2 separate regions of the Arachis hypogaea genome follow, and region 2 is linked to region 1. A link is a contact called in public Hi-C data. All regions are on one chromosome and are shown on one strand. The core of a region is the stretch at or near the end of the contact, and the rest is flanking DNA. Distances in the headings are between cores, read along the strand shown.

The links. A called contact is a pair of places that touch in the nucleus more often than the background predicts.
Region 2: a Hi-C map of leaf shows a contact between it and region 1, with 2.4 times the contacts expected there. The contact joins the promoter of LOC112715820 here to the promoter of LOC140175682 in region 1. A contact is called at or near these places in 2 of 8 Hi-C or Micro-C datasets (both in leaf).

Annotation. Positions count from the first base shown.
Region 1 is chr10:84,138,133-84,145,040 of arahy.Tifrunner.gnm2.J5K5, reverse strand. It overlaps LOC140175682, which reads right to left and starts at 4,142. Exons shown (of 1, transcript XM_072204216.1): 1 at 2,856-4,142. The coding sequence starts at 4,142. The coding sequence ends at 2,856.
Region 2 is chr10:84,526,612-84,533,519 of arahy.Tifrunner.gnm2.J5K5, reverse strand. LOC112715820 (LOB domain-containing protein 15) reads left to right here and starts at 4,412. Exons shown (of 3, transcript XM_025767641.3): 1 at 4,412-4,939; 2 at 5,015-5,267; 3 at 5,355-6,283. The coding sequence starts at 4,926. The coding sequence ends at 5,765.

The DNA.
Region 1 (6,908 bases), core at 2,893-5,392:
TCTTTTCTTCTTCTTTTTTTTAATAATCTTTGGCATTCTTATTTCATGTTCGAATCTCACTCCTAAGGATGCGTCGTATTTCTGCAGGTGGTTGCAAGCTCCAGGTCGAATGTAATGTTTTTGATTCCGCAGCTTTTGCCACTACATGAGCAAGCCGATTTCCATTCCTGGGAGTCCAAGTCATTCCTTTTTCAGGTAGTTCTTTCATTAAAATTTGAATGTCTTGGATGATAGCCGATGCTTCTCCTATAGTTGGCTTGGATTTGATTGTTTGAATGAGCATTAAATTATTCGATTCTATTAGCGTTTTACCCATATTCAAATTGTTCACTATGATTAACGCTTTTCTTATTGCTTGGGCCTCAGCCACAGTGCTTGATTTAGCTTGAATCTTCCCTGAAAATCCTAATACCATCTTTCCTTTGCTATTTCTGATCACCACAGCTATTGCACCTGTCTCATTCTCCTTTCGAAAGGCAGCATCTACATTTGCTTTCAGCCAATTTTCAGGAGGAGGTCTCCATGTCACCGGGTAAGTTCTGCTCCTATTGGCTTCTCTTTTTTGTGTCTGTTGTTTTTCTGCTAGTTTTCCATAAACTGTCTCTAATGTTCTTGCTCTACTGATTGTCCAACTTGGATTCACTTCCTGTTGTTAAAATAGTCTGTTATTTCTGGTTTTCCATATCTCCCACAAGAGAAATCCCAGCTTACTTATCCTCTTCTCCTGGTCTTCTCCGCCTCCTTATCTTATCTTTCTTATACACTTTACCATCCAACTTCCAATCGAGTTCACTGTCTCCGGTGTTGGGGTCCATTGGCATTCCGCCCCGAACCATGTTGCTCTCGCCCAATCACATAGTAGTAAGACATGTTCGACCGTCTCCATCCCTTTTAAGCATATTTGACACAATAGATCTGGTGCCACCCTCCTTTTATGCAAATTTGAGCCCACTGGTAATATGTCCTTGCAAGCTTTCCATAAAAATATTTTGATTTTCTGCGAAACCTCCATTCTCCAAATCTCCTTCCAAATCTCCCTTTTGTCTTCACTTGTTGATGGATTTCCATTTTTCAGATCCTACTCTATTTTTTTAGCGACATAATATCCAGTTCTTATGGAGTAACTCCCATCCTCCTTCCATGGCCAGTATAAGTAGTCATCTCTATTCACTACACTAATTGGAGTGCTAAGAATCTCTTTGCAGACTTCCTGGGAAATTTTGTTTACAATTATTTCTCTGTTCCACCCTTCCCCCTCTTTAATGAGATCTTTTACCTTCGAATCATCTGGACTGTTTGCATCCAGGGGCTTGCTTCTCCCAGTGATCCAATTGTCCTTCCAGATACTGACTTTGGACCCATCCCTTATGCTCCACTTAGCTCTTTCCCTTAGTAGTTCTCTTCCATGCAGTATGCTTTTCCAAACCCAAGATGCGCCTTTTTTACATTTTGCTGTCCAAAAGTTTTCATCCGGAAAATACATCGATTTGAGTACCTGGACCCAGATTGCATCTGGATTCTTCATTGCTCTCCACGCTTGTTTTGCAAGGTAAGCAGTATTATGTTTTTCAAGATCCTTGAATCCCAATCCCCCGTTGTTCTTGCTCTCCGTAATGCAGTCCCACTTTCTCCAATGAATGCCCCATTCTTTTCCGGAGGTAGCCCACCAGAATCGCGCCACCTTTGAGCAAATTCTCCTACAGAAACTCTTGGGAAGCTTTATGATATTCATGGCATATGATGGCATTGCTTGTATAACTGTTTTTATTAATGTTTCTTTGCCTGCCTGATTCAACAACTTTTCTTTCCATCCGTCCATTTTACTCGTGATTTTCTCTTCAATCCATGTTAGAGCCCTGTTCTGAGGCCTTCCCCATATGGCTGGTAACCCTAAGTATTTTCCTGGCATGTCCCATGCTGTCATTCCTAAAATTTCTTCAATCTCTACCCTTGTCTTCCAAAGGTGATACCTGACTTGTTTAAGTTTATCCTTTATCCGGATGCCTCTGTGTACTCATTAAGAACGGTGACGATATGAAAAATATCATCCTCCCTTGCTTTGGCGAATATAATGCAATCATCTGCGAACAACAAGTGAGTGAGAACCGGAGCTTTTGGAGCTATCTGTAGACCGGTTATCTGGCCTTTCTCCTGAGCCTCCTGTATTAGAATCGTGAATACCTCAGCTGCTAGAATGAAAAGGTAGGGAGATAGGGGGTCCTCTTATCGAAGCCCTCTTTGTGGTTTGATCCTCTTAGACAGCTCTCTATTGACCTTTACCCTATAGTTTGCACTTCTGACACACTTCATTACCAATTCAACCCATCTTTCGGTAAATCCTAATTTCAAAAGCACCTTCTCGAGAAAATCCCACTCTAGTCTATCATATGCCTTGTTCATATCCAACTTGATCGCTATATTCTGAGATCCCTCTCTTCCTTTCTTATTTAGGCTGTGATACACTTCTTGGACGATCATTACATTATCTTGTATAAGTCTTCCCCCCACAAAAGCGCTTTGAGTTGGTGACACTATATCCTCCAATAGCCCTTTCAATCTCGACACTATAACCCTTGTTATAATCTTGTAGATAAAGTTACAACAACTGATTGGTCTTAACTGATTAAGTTCTTCCGGATTCTTGACTTTTGGAATTAGAACAACTGTGGTTTCACTAATTTCTTCTGGCAGACTCCCATGTCGAAAGAATTCTTTAACAACTGCACATACCTCCTTCTTAATTATCTCCCAGTGTTTTTGGTAGAATAACCCATTCAGACCGTCTGGTCCTGGAGCTTTGAGGTCGCCCATGCTGAAAACTGCTTTTCTAATCTCCTCTTCAGTGACTTCTGAGATCAGCCCCTGTTCATATCTTCTGTGACTTTCGCTTGAATTTTATTTAGAGTTGCTGCCACGTTTCTATTGCTATTAGAAGTGAATAACGCTTCAAAATGTTCCTCTATGTGTTTCATGATTTCTTTCCTATCTTTCATCCATGATCCATCTTCATTCTTCAATTTATCAATTCTGTTCCTCTCTCTTCTTTGAATGGTTGTGGCATGAAAGAAAGTTGTATTCTTGTCTCCCCATTTCAACCATTTCAACCTGACTTTTTGTCCCCAATATTTCTCTTCCTGCTTCCATAGAACTGTTATATTCTCCTTTATTGATTGTATCATCTCTTGCTTTTCTTGTGTTAAGTTTGAATCTTGTAGCTTCTTCAATTCATCCTTCAATTTGTGGATTTCTTTAACTGCATGTTTAAAAGTCTTCTTGCTCCACTTCTTACGTTCCTCTTTGCAATTTTCCATTTTTCTTGTTATTCCTTTCCAATCGCATCCATGAATATTCCCTTTATCCCACCCCTTCCTTACTACATTCTCACACTCATCATGATCGACCCAAAACGCCTCGAATTTAAAGCTCTTCTCCCTTCTTTGAACTTGATTGATGTTTAAAACTATTGGACAATGGTCAGAACTTATTGCTGGTAGAGCTGTGAGTGACGCATGCTGGTACAAAGCTCTCCATTCCCAATTGGCTAACGCCCTGTCTATTTTCTCCCTAGTGATGAATCCATTCCTCGGATTACTAAACCACGTAAATCTTCCACCTTTTAGGTCTAAATCCATAAGACAATTCATATCCACAAACTGTCTAAACTCTTTTACCTGGCTTTGTGACTTTAGATGTAGACCAATTTTCTCCTCTTGACTCAAGATGTCATTAAAGTCTCCTATGAATAACTGCGGCTCTCCCTCATTACAATTGTTTTCTGTAACTGCTCTCCATTGCTCCTTTCTTCTTCCAAAGCATGGGTTTTCATAGATAAAATTGCATGTCCATATCTTCCCTTTCCTATCGTCAATCCGAGCTTTTATATGATTATCACACCAAAAATAAATATCAATATTATATATTTCATTCCACAAAAGGCATAGCCCTCCGGATAGTCCCTGGGGTTCTATGTGAAATACATTCTCAAAATGCAACCTTCTTTTCAACTTCTTAATAGTTCCTTCTCTAGCTCTAGTTTCTATTAGGAATACTATTGCAGGCTTTATTTGTTTGCACATGCTGTGCAGTTCAGAAACTGTCGCGGAGGCCGCAAGCCCGCGGCAGTTCCAACTTATCACACTCATGGTTGAGTTGGGGGCATGTGTAGGCCCGCCTCCTCAGCCATTGAATTTCCCAAGTTGTCTCCTCTGATCAGTAATTCATCCTCATAGGCCATCCATTCCATGAGGCCTCCGACCACCTTGTTCTTCTTGCTAGCTCTCCACACCTGCACAGCTTCCTCTTCTTCTTCCAGGAAATTTCCTCTCTGTCCCTGCTGGTCATCTCCTCTTCTTCTTTTGAGTTTCAACTTTTCCTCCATTCTTTGAGCAAGTTCTATTTCATATTCCTTGGCCACTACAATTGCTTTGTTATTTTCCTACTCTAGTTCTTCTTCTTCTTCTTCTGCTAGTTCAACATAGTAGAACTCTCCATCGCTTTCTGTGACTAACTGCTTGTTATTCTGTTCTGGCTTTTCCCCTTGTTCTGATCTTGGCTTACTATCTCATCAACTTCCATGTTTTTCCTATTTTGGGCCTCCTCTTCCAACTCCTCTTCTATATTTCTCTTCCTTCCTTCTTCAGCCATCTTCTTGTTGAATTCCTTCAATAGTTGTCCAATAGTGGGGTTTTTTTCTTTTTCAGTTGGCCCACTAATAATTTGCTGGCTATCTCTATTGGGCCTTTGGTTGGTGAAAGCCCATGCCATCTTTTTTGTGCTGTCCATTCTTCTCCTACTTGGCCCACCTCTCTCTATATACCTCCTAGAAATCTTGTTACTATCCTTCCCATTCTCCCCATCCTTTCCTAATTCCCTAACATCCTTCACGTTTCCCATTGCTACTGATTCACTAGTTTGTTGCTTTTCTAGAATGCCCTTTTTCTTTTCCCCTTTTTCCTGGTTTGTTGTCCCATCAGCTAGGTTCAATATATTATTATCATCATCACCATTCATTTCTTCATCATCAGCCCCTTCATCCTGATCTTGAGCTTCCTGTGTTGCCACTTGTCTCCCTCCCATTTGCTCCTTTGGATTTGCCAATCTGCCCCAAGATTTTGCAAAGGCACTGGCTTGAGAACTTCTTATACTCCCTTGATTTGACCCTTCTTTCTCCCTTTGTGATTGTCTTTTCAGCCACTCTCTCCCTTGCAAGCTTCTCTCACGCGCCTCCCATAACTCCTCCACCCAGTTGTTGTGTTCTTCCTTTCTCCTCCTATTTCCTGCCTTTCTTGCCTCATTCTCTATTGATCTCAGTCCCAGAGTTGTAAGTTCTGGTCCATATCTAGGACTTGTTGGGTTTACTAATGACATAGCCAACTCTTCAATACATGCTTTTTTGTCATGCCCAATTTTTCTACATTTGTAACAGTAATCATACAATTTTTTATATTTGAACTCAGCCCATGAATGACTTCCATCATCTCTTTTGAGCCAAAATCCTGTTTTCAGAGGTGTTTAAACATTTATCTCTACCCTAACCCTAAAAAAGGATCTAAGCATGTTCCCTTCAGCAAATGGATTCTCAGCACTTATTACTCTCCCTACTATTGCTCCTATTTTTTCAGCATTCTTTATATTAATTTTATCATAAGGTAGCCCATGTATTTGAATCCAAATAGGAAGCTGATTGTTATTTACCTCTTCAATGGACAGGTTTGGACTCCACCACTACAAGCTCAACATATGTCCTTCTATTCTCCATGGTCCCCCATCATACGCTCTTCTTGCTTCCTCCTGATTTTTGAAGTTTAAGATGAAAGAGTTCGGTCCTGCATTGATGATCACTAGTCCCTGTGGATCTCTCCACATGTTGAGAATCGTCTTACGCACTGTGACTGTATTTAGCACATTCCCTGTTAATACTCTGCCGACTAGTTTCTGGTCTGGATTACCTCCTTGTTGAGCTGGGAACTCGTCTAAGTCTAGAATGTCTCCGTCCATGCCTGCACTTCCGATACCTTCCATGCCTTGTCTTGTTTATTTGTGATCCTTGTGTTGGTGCTTCTTTGTTATCTTCTTTATGATTTTCTTGTTTTTTATAACTGCACTAGATTTGTGAAGTTGGTTAAATAATGGCTCTACTTGTCGAAGCAAAACAGCTCCACTGTTGGAGAGCTTAAGGCTCCACTGTTGGAGAATTCCCATATTTTGGGAATCGTGGTTTTGAATTTCAGATCATGAAGCGGCTTGGGTTGGGATTCGAGTTTTCTACTGTGGGTCTGGGCCAATTGTGGCCTGGATAGCTGACCAAAAAAAAGAGAAGACGTCTTCATTTTTTTTTTTTGAAATAGATTCCAATGCTCATCACCATACACTTTCAAAACTTCAAATATTGCACCCCAAAACTTGATTTAGTGGCAACTATGTTTGCCTTGCTAGGAAGTATACGGATTTCAAATCTTAACTGTGTCTAGAAAATTGATATATAGAATTCATTAAAAAAGAGAATGGGTCAAAAAAAAAACTTCAAATATTCATCACCGAATAAAACCTTCAAATATTAATGTAGTTATTTTATAAAAATATTCAGTTTAATGCCTACATGTTCATGGGTTAGGCAAAATTAGATTTGTCTTTACTCATATTCGACTTTAAATATTAATCAAATTTATTTTTGAGATTCTTATCTAACTTTATATCCAACAAAATTTTATTATTTTTATATTATAATAAAATCGGATCTAAATTAAGTAAAAATTGGGTTCATATAAAACTAAATTAAAACAAATTATTTGCTACTTATAATACACGGATATTGACATATAACACTACACGAAACATGCAGACACACCAATTTAAAATTTTTATAAAACATGGAGATACAATATATATATAAAATATACTGTATATTT
Region 2 (6,908 bases), core at 3,163-5,662, 390 kb before region 1:
TAAGGAAAGGAATTAGTGGACTACACGATTGATTTTTAGCCATAAATAATTCAGCAGGACATATACCCCTAAAATTTCCAATTTTACAAGCATTTTCAAACACGCTGTCACTCATTTGGGCTAATCTGATTGGACAAATCACATGTGAATCGTAAAAAGGTGACTGAGATGGGGATAAGAAAATATGTATTCAATTGTTTTTAATTACAAGTTAGTTTAGAAGCCAACTAAAGTGTCCCCAGAATGGTTGTCCACATTAACTGGTTGATCTTCGTATATACTATACTATATAGGACATGCAAAAGCTGGAGTCCTTTGTGGAGTCACATTCTTATATATGCTTTACTATATTAGTACTTGACAGATGGTTCCGGCTACCTAATTACTTGATCAACGATGTCCACTAGACCACTACCGCTGACACTAGGATGTGCCTCACACATATTGTCAAAAGCCCCAGCTCTGGTTCCATTTGCCAACTGGTTGAATCACTCCAAGTGGTACCCTTGAATTTGCTTTTGAGCAATGCTAGGGGCAGCAATTTTTGTGATTGTTAGTCATCAACTAACCATTAATGATGATTTGATGGTGTGAGATTGGTGTGAGATTTCATCCAATGACTCACCTTCTTCTGCTGGTTACATGCTGGCCAAAATTCAATAAAACTGCTGGCCCCTTAGACTTTTCCTTTGCTTTTTGTCTCTCTTTACATTATATTATATGACAACTAGGGTATACATTACCCGGACCGGTCTGAAAACTCGGTCCAGACCCAAATACTTTGAGATTAATTTGGTGTGATTTTACCGAGTTTACGGTTGGATAAGGATATCAAAAATAGATTCGATCATTATTTAGAGAGTTGGGTCTGGGTCAAGGCGAACCCGACTTCATCCGGTCCATGTGCACCCTAGGGGACAAAAAAAGTTATATATATTTTAAATTAATTCTAATATTATGTTATATTAATTATAAACTTATTATTTTATTTTTAATCACATTTGTTGAATTAGTAAATAGATCAAAGAAACATGAAATTAGAATTTATGAACAGATTCAAGTTCAAGTCAACTTCTTGTAATAAGTATGTTTTTTCCTTCTTCTCGTAACAAATATATTTTTTTCTTCTTTATAAATAAGTGTATCATAATTTTTTGACATAAAATTTATTAAGATCCGAACTTCATTCGATATAGACCCGGTTTTAGTGTGGCCCAAAAATAGTATGATTTCACTGGGACTAAGAACGGGTAAGAATCTCAAAAATAGACTCGGTCATTTTTTAAGATCGAATCTCAGTCAAGGCAAACCCAACTTCAACTGTCTCCATCTGCACCCTAATGACAACCAATTGACACAGCCACTAATTCACTGAAGAATTTGGATTCTCTAAATTTTGAATTTTCACTTTAGAAGATAAAGTATAATCTCTCATCCTTGAATAGTTTCTTTTTCATATTTTCTCTTAGTCCTACCTATGAAATAAATAATAAGAGATGACATCTTATTCTCTAAATTGAAATTCAAAGTTTAGAAGATTCAAGAAAGAAAGCTCTAATACATGGTCGGATCATAAGTTCGGCCAGGTATCTCTTTTTTGGACAGGGCCAAGAACCCGTTGGACTCATCAATAACAGGGTATCTTATTAGAAGGCCAACCAAATACTGAATTGTTTTAAAAGTTTAAAAAAGAGGAAGAAAGGATTTCACATGAATCCGTAGGGACCCAAAAGTAAAAAGGGCTCCATCCCTAACGCAGCTCATAAACCCATCTAATCTACGGTTAGTAGCTTAATATTATAATACAAAAAAAAAGCTTAATATTAACTTAAGAGTACCTCCTATACATGGTTGATGGCGTAGCAGATACTTCTTATTTAATATTTATAGAACTCAGATTCTCGAGTAGAAATGTGTTGAATAAAAGAAAAAACAAAAATCCTTATGGCTTCAAATACAGAGTACTAATGCAAAACAGAAGTCTTCTATCTATATCTTTCTTGCTGAGGACCTAATACTTTTGTATATGGATGAGGAAAGTAGGACCAAAGAGGATGATGGATGAATCATATCATGTATATGTTTGTACAGGTGCCATGGGATCAAATGGTCTTTCTGCATATCACTTTTAAATAGAATAGAATCTTTATATTTCATCTTGTCCAATATTGGCCAATATTTTTTTCATTACATGACAGCATATAATTAAATATTTACACAAAAACTTTATAGTAGTGGTGACATGCCTTATCAAAATTAGATCATATTTATAGACGGATGCTATACCCCATTATATTCTAAACAAAAGTTGATGTGATAATATTCTTAATTCATCCAACGGAGAGGGAGAGAGATATCACACAATTGTGGAGTTGAATATCCTCGGATATGATTTGTCGACAGTGATAGTATAGAAAGTAAGAAGACCAAAGTTTAGGGTTTTCCTTTGATGACAATATATGTGGGTTGACCCTTTTAGATTTGAATTTTAAACGAATGTTCTATATTTGTGAGTACTTAACATGTAAATTGTAAATATAACAATTTGTTTAGTAGAATGGACGTGGTTTGTTCTAGGTTTTGGTGAACACAGAAGATGGAGTAGTTTTTTAAAGAAAAAAAAGTTGGGGTTTGGGGGATAGAGAAGACAAAGGGGCGAATAGTAAGGCTCAAAATACGGGTCAAACAAGAATGGATGGTGCCACTCCCACCTCCCTTAGAGTCTACGTATTCCTTCTTACGTTATTTCATTCAATTTTTATTCATTTATTTATTACCACCCCTAGCTACCTCTCTTTCACCACCCAATTTGATAGGGAACACTTCTATAAATAATTGTACTAGGATTGAAATATTTTGGAAGATATGAGCTTATAGAATTTGGAGATAAAAATATATATTTTAAATTACATAAAATGTTTTGGATATATTCAAAAAATAAGTGAAGGATTAGAGACGAAAAAATAAAAGCTAAAGATTGATGCTAAAGAGCTATTTTTTAGTTAACTTTTGAAAATTATTTTATTTATTTTAATTTTTAAACTGTAATTATAAACTTTTAATCTTAAATTCTAAATTATAAATCTTAAATCCCTGTAAAACAAGAAATTTTAAAATCAAAATAAAAAAATGAACTAAATTAATTAAGTGAAAGTTAATTTTTTCTAGTTTCTAGAACCAATATAAAAGATTAGATAGTTTCTTACTGAACACATAGCCAATAGGATCATTTTATTCCAACAAATTAGATATGGAGAGATACTACTAATTGATTTGTGCCAACCTTAATTTGTTTGGACTAAATCTCTGCATAAATCTAGTTTAGGTCCTTTACTGAGATATAAACTAAAAGATTAATCTCTCACTGCTAGGTGGATATATACATATATTATTGTTAATTCCATAACACATCATATCATATATATGGATGTGCAATTTTAATTTTGAAAGGTGAGGTTTTGGTTTCTTTGTATTATGTTAAGGTGTGCTTTAAGGGAAAATGCTATTCATTTGGGTGAAGACAAATTATATATAGTTAAGAAGTTAACTGTCTTAGTCACTTGCACTGAATTTATAAAAAAAAAATTGGAGAATTCATCTGATCAGAGTTGTTGAAATCAAACAACTGTTTTGGTTATATAGATTCTTATAAATTCGAAATGATATCTTCTTCACATGGCATGAGCTAGGGTGAGATGTCCCAAATCACCATACATACCTCTACCAATCAATATAAATTATACATCATCATCACATACAAGAGTCATTTTCTGCTTATAGCACATTATCTACTTATCTTGGAAGGTGTCCAATCTTTTTCCCTATTTCACTGATAAATAAGAAGGAATCACTTTCAACTGCCTTAATACCTGTTGAACGTTAAGTGGCCATTGTGAGAGTATAATAGACTTATTTGTTTTTGAGAAACACTACTTTAATTTTTAAGCTAGATAAGATAATTAACATCAAGAAGTAATAAATTATTTAGTTTTTTTATGGTATTTTTTGACCGGTTAAAGATTAATCTTCACAAATCTAAATTCTATTAAAAAATTTGTGACTAAAACTAATGAATTGCTGTAGGCAAGATTCAAATTTCGAACTATTGTTTTTAAACTGTAATTCAATGTACATATTATCTTCAATCCAATTTAAAATTTGCCAAGACAGAATCATATAATGCTTGCATTGCCACGGCCAACATTTTCAGTGATGTTGATCACTGAATACTCTAAACGCTGATCCCAGTGAGTGAACTTAATTAATTGCCTTGGTCATAATCTTATATTAGTTAACTGTTCTTCAAAAGAAGCTAGACTCAAATTAAAAAATAGCATTTTAATAAATTGTGAAAGTACAACTGGTTTTACACCTGTTTACATATGGTATTGATTAATTACATTCTGAATTTGTTGATATATAATATTTATACATATATGTAAGAGAGCTTAGCTAGCTAGGTAGAAAGAGAGTCAAATATGGGGAAGACCTGGCCAGAATAAGAAGCAAGGATCCACATGCATGGCGGCAATAGAGTCAGAAAGTTGATTAAGAAAGTCAAAGCCACATTTAACGCACACGTGAGCATTTCACTCATAGAGCTGGCACACTTACACCATCACTAATTTATATATCTTCTCTTACAAGTGCTTGCTTCACTTTCATCTCAACTTGCCTTGCTAGCTAGCTACTCATTTATATAATTATTCCTTAAATCTTCAATTTAACTAACAAACACAAATACCTTCTTCTCTCACGCTTTCATATAATAATTACATAAAACATAGGTGGATGTGTAAACCTTGATTGCCTTTTAAGCACACTGTACTACTCATATTTTTCTTCTCTTCCCTTTCCTTCCGAGTTCCGACTCTCTCTCGGTATTCTCTTCCTCTATCTATCACATACTCAGAGAGCATGCCTGAATGTCCAGAGAAAGGTAATAATACAAATCTTGTCGACTATCTAATTAATTAAGTTGAATTAGCCCTATTTTAATTTGATTTGGTGGTAGGGAGAGATTTGAGGAGATAGGGAAGAAGATAAAGAGGGAAGGAGATAATGTTTCAAGTCAAATGGGAAGAAGACACATGTTAGGGCCACCAGGAACCCTAAACACAATTACACCATGTGCAGCATGCAAGCTACTGCGACGAAGATGCGCACAAGAATGCCCCTTCTCTCCATATTTCTCACCTCATGAGCCCCAAAAGTTCGCTTCTGTCCACAAAGTCTTTGGTGCCAGCAACGTCTCCAAGATGCTCATGGTATTTCTTCAAAAAATATAATTATTTTTTATAGGCTTCCAACTGGAAAGACAATTTAATTACTCTTTATTTATTAATATTTATTAGGAGGTACCGGAGTGCCAAAGAGCTGATGCAGCGAATAGTCTAGTTTATGAGGCTAATGTGAGGCTAAGAGATCCAGTTTATGGATGCATGGGTGCAATTTCAACATTGCAGCATCAAGTTCAATCTTTACAAGCTGAACTCAATGCAGTGAGGTCAGAAATACTTAAATACAAACTCAGAGAAGCTAATAACAATATCATTATTCCCTCCTCCCACCATCATCTTCCTATGCTCCCTTCATCCGGGGCTGCTGTTTCCGTCGCTGCTCCTCCTCCTCCGCCACCACCACTTCCTCCTAATTCTCTCCCTCCCATTTCTTCCTCTTCTTCCTCCATGTACATCCAACAACAACAGAGGCCTCCCACCAACTATAGCAGAATTCCAAGTGACAATATTTCTTATTTTGGTTAAATTTGGAGACTTCATAATAATAATAATAATAATAAATTATTCCATTTATTTCTCTCTTTGATATGGGATCAAGGGTGGAATAAATTGTTACGGTAATTAGTAAACAAAATGGGAATGAAGTATTAATTTATACTACCTTGATGATGATGTTGTTAATTGCTATAAGCTGTGGCTGTATGCTTTAATTAATTAATCTTGTTATTATTGTCTTAGTCCAAATGATCAATGCCAAATTTTTACTTAGATATTGGTGACTATATATATATATATATATATATATGAAGGTTAGTTTTCTTCATTCCATTACTCAATCCTTTCATCTAAAGTTGCTATAATACCATATTGGAATCATTGCACCTTAGCTTGGTCTGTGATTATTAATATCTACATTTCTTCCATAGCAATAATTGATGTAGACACCATGCCTAATTGGTTTAGTATACACATAGCAAGTTCCTCTTAGCTTGTTCATTTTATGAAGCAAAAGGAATTGAAGAGGAAAAGACTTTTGAATTGTATTTAATAGTGGATGCTATTTTTCAATTTGGTGGTTTAATTTGTGAAATATTATTGTTGCAATAGTGGGAGGAGGAGGAGGGTGAATAATGATATTGTTGTTTGGTTAAATTAATTTGGCACGTGACAGCTGTGGTTCTTTGAAACGTGTTAATCTGTGCCACTGAAGCTTCTGAGTTTGCTGTCTCAAATTGCGGGAGACAAAAGGTATGCTTTGTGAATCTTCGCCATGTTAATTCACTCAGAAATTAAATGTAATGTCTACTGTGTAACAAAACACAAATACAGTGAAACAATTAATTAGTGTTCATTAGAGGAGAAGCATGTATAATCTTCTGTGGTTGAGATCAGATTTTCATTTGCTTTTCTTGCGGTTTTGCTTTTCATATGAGTTTCTTCATCAGTAGTAATGAGTCCCTTATTCCTCATATATGAATATGAGTTCGTTTCTTTGAATGTTTTTTAACTTACTATATACTATATTTGTAGTTTCTTCTAAAGTTTTCTCTTAATTGCAATAATTAGAACTAGACCCACATGAAATTAATGTGTGTGTGTGTAGAACGTACCCATCTTTGGAGTTATGGGAAAGCCTTTATCAAGTGTTTTTTTCTTAGATAAATAAAA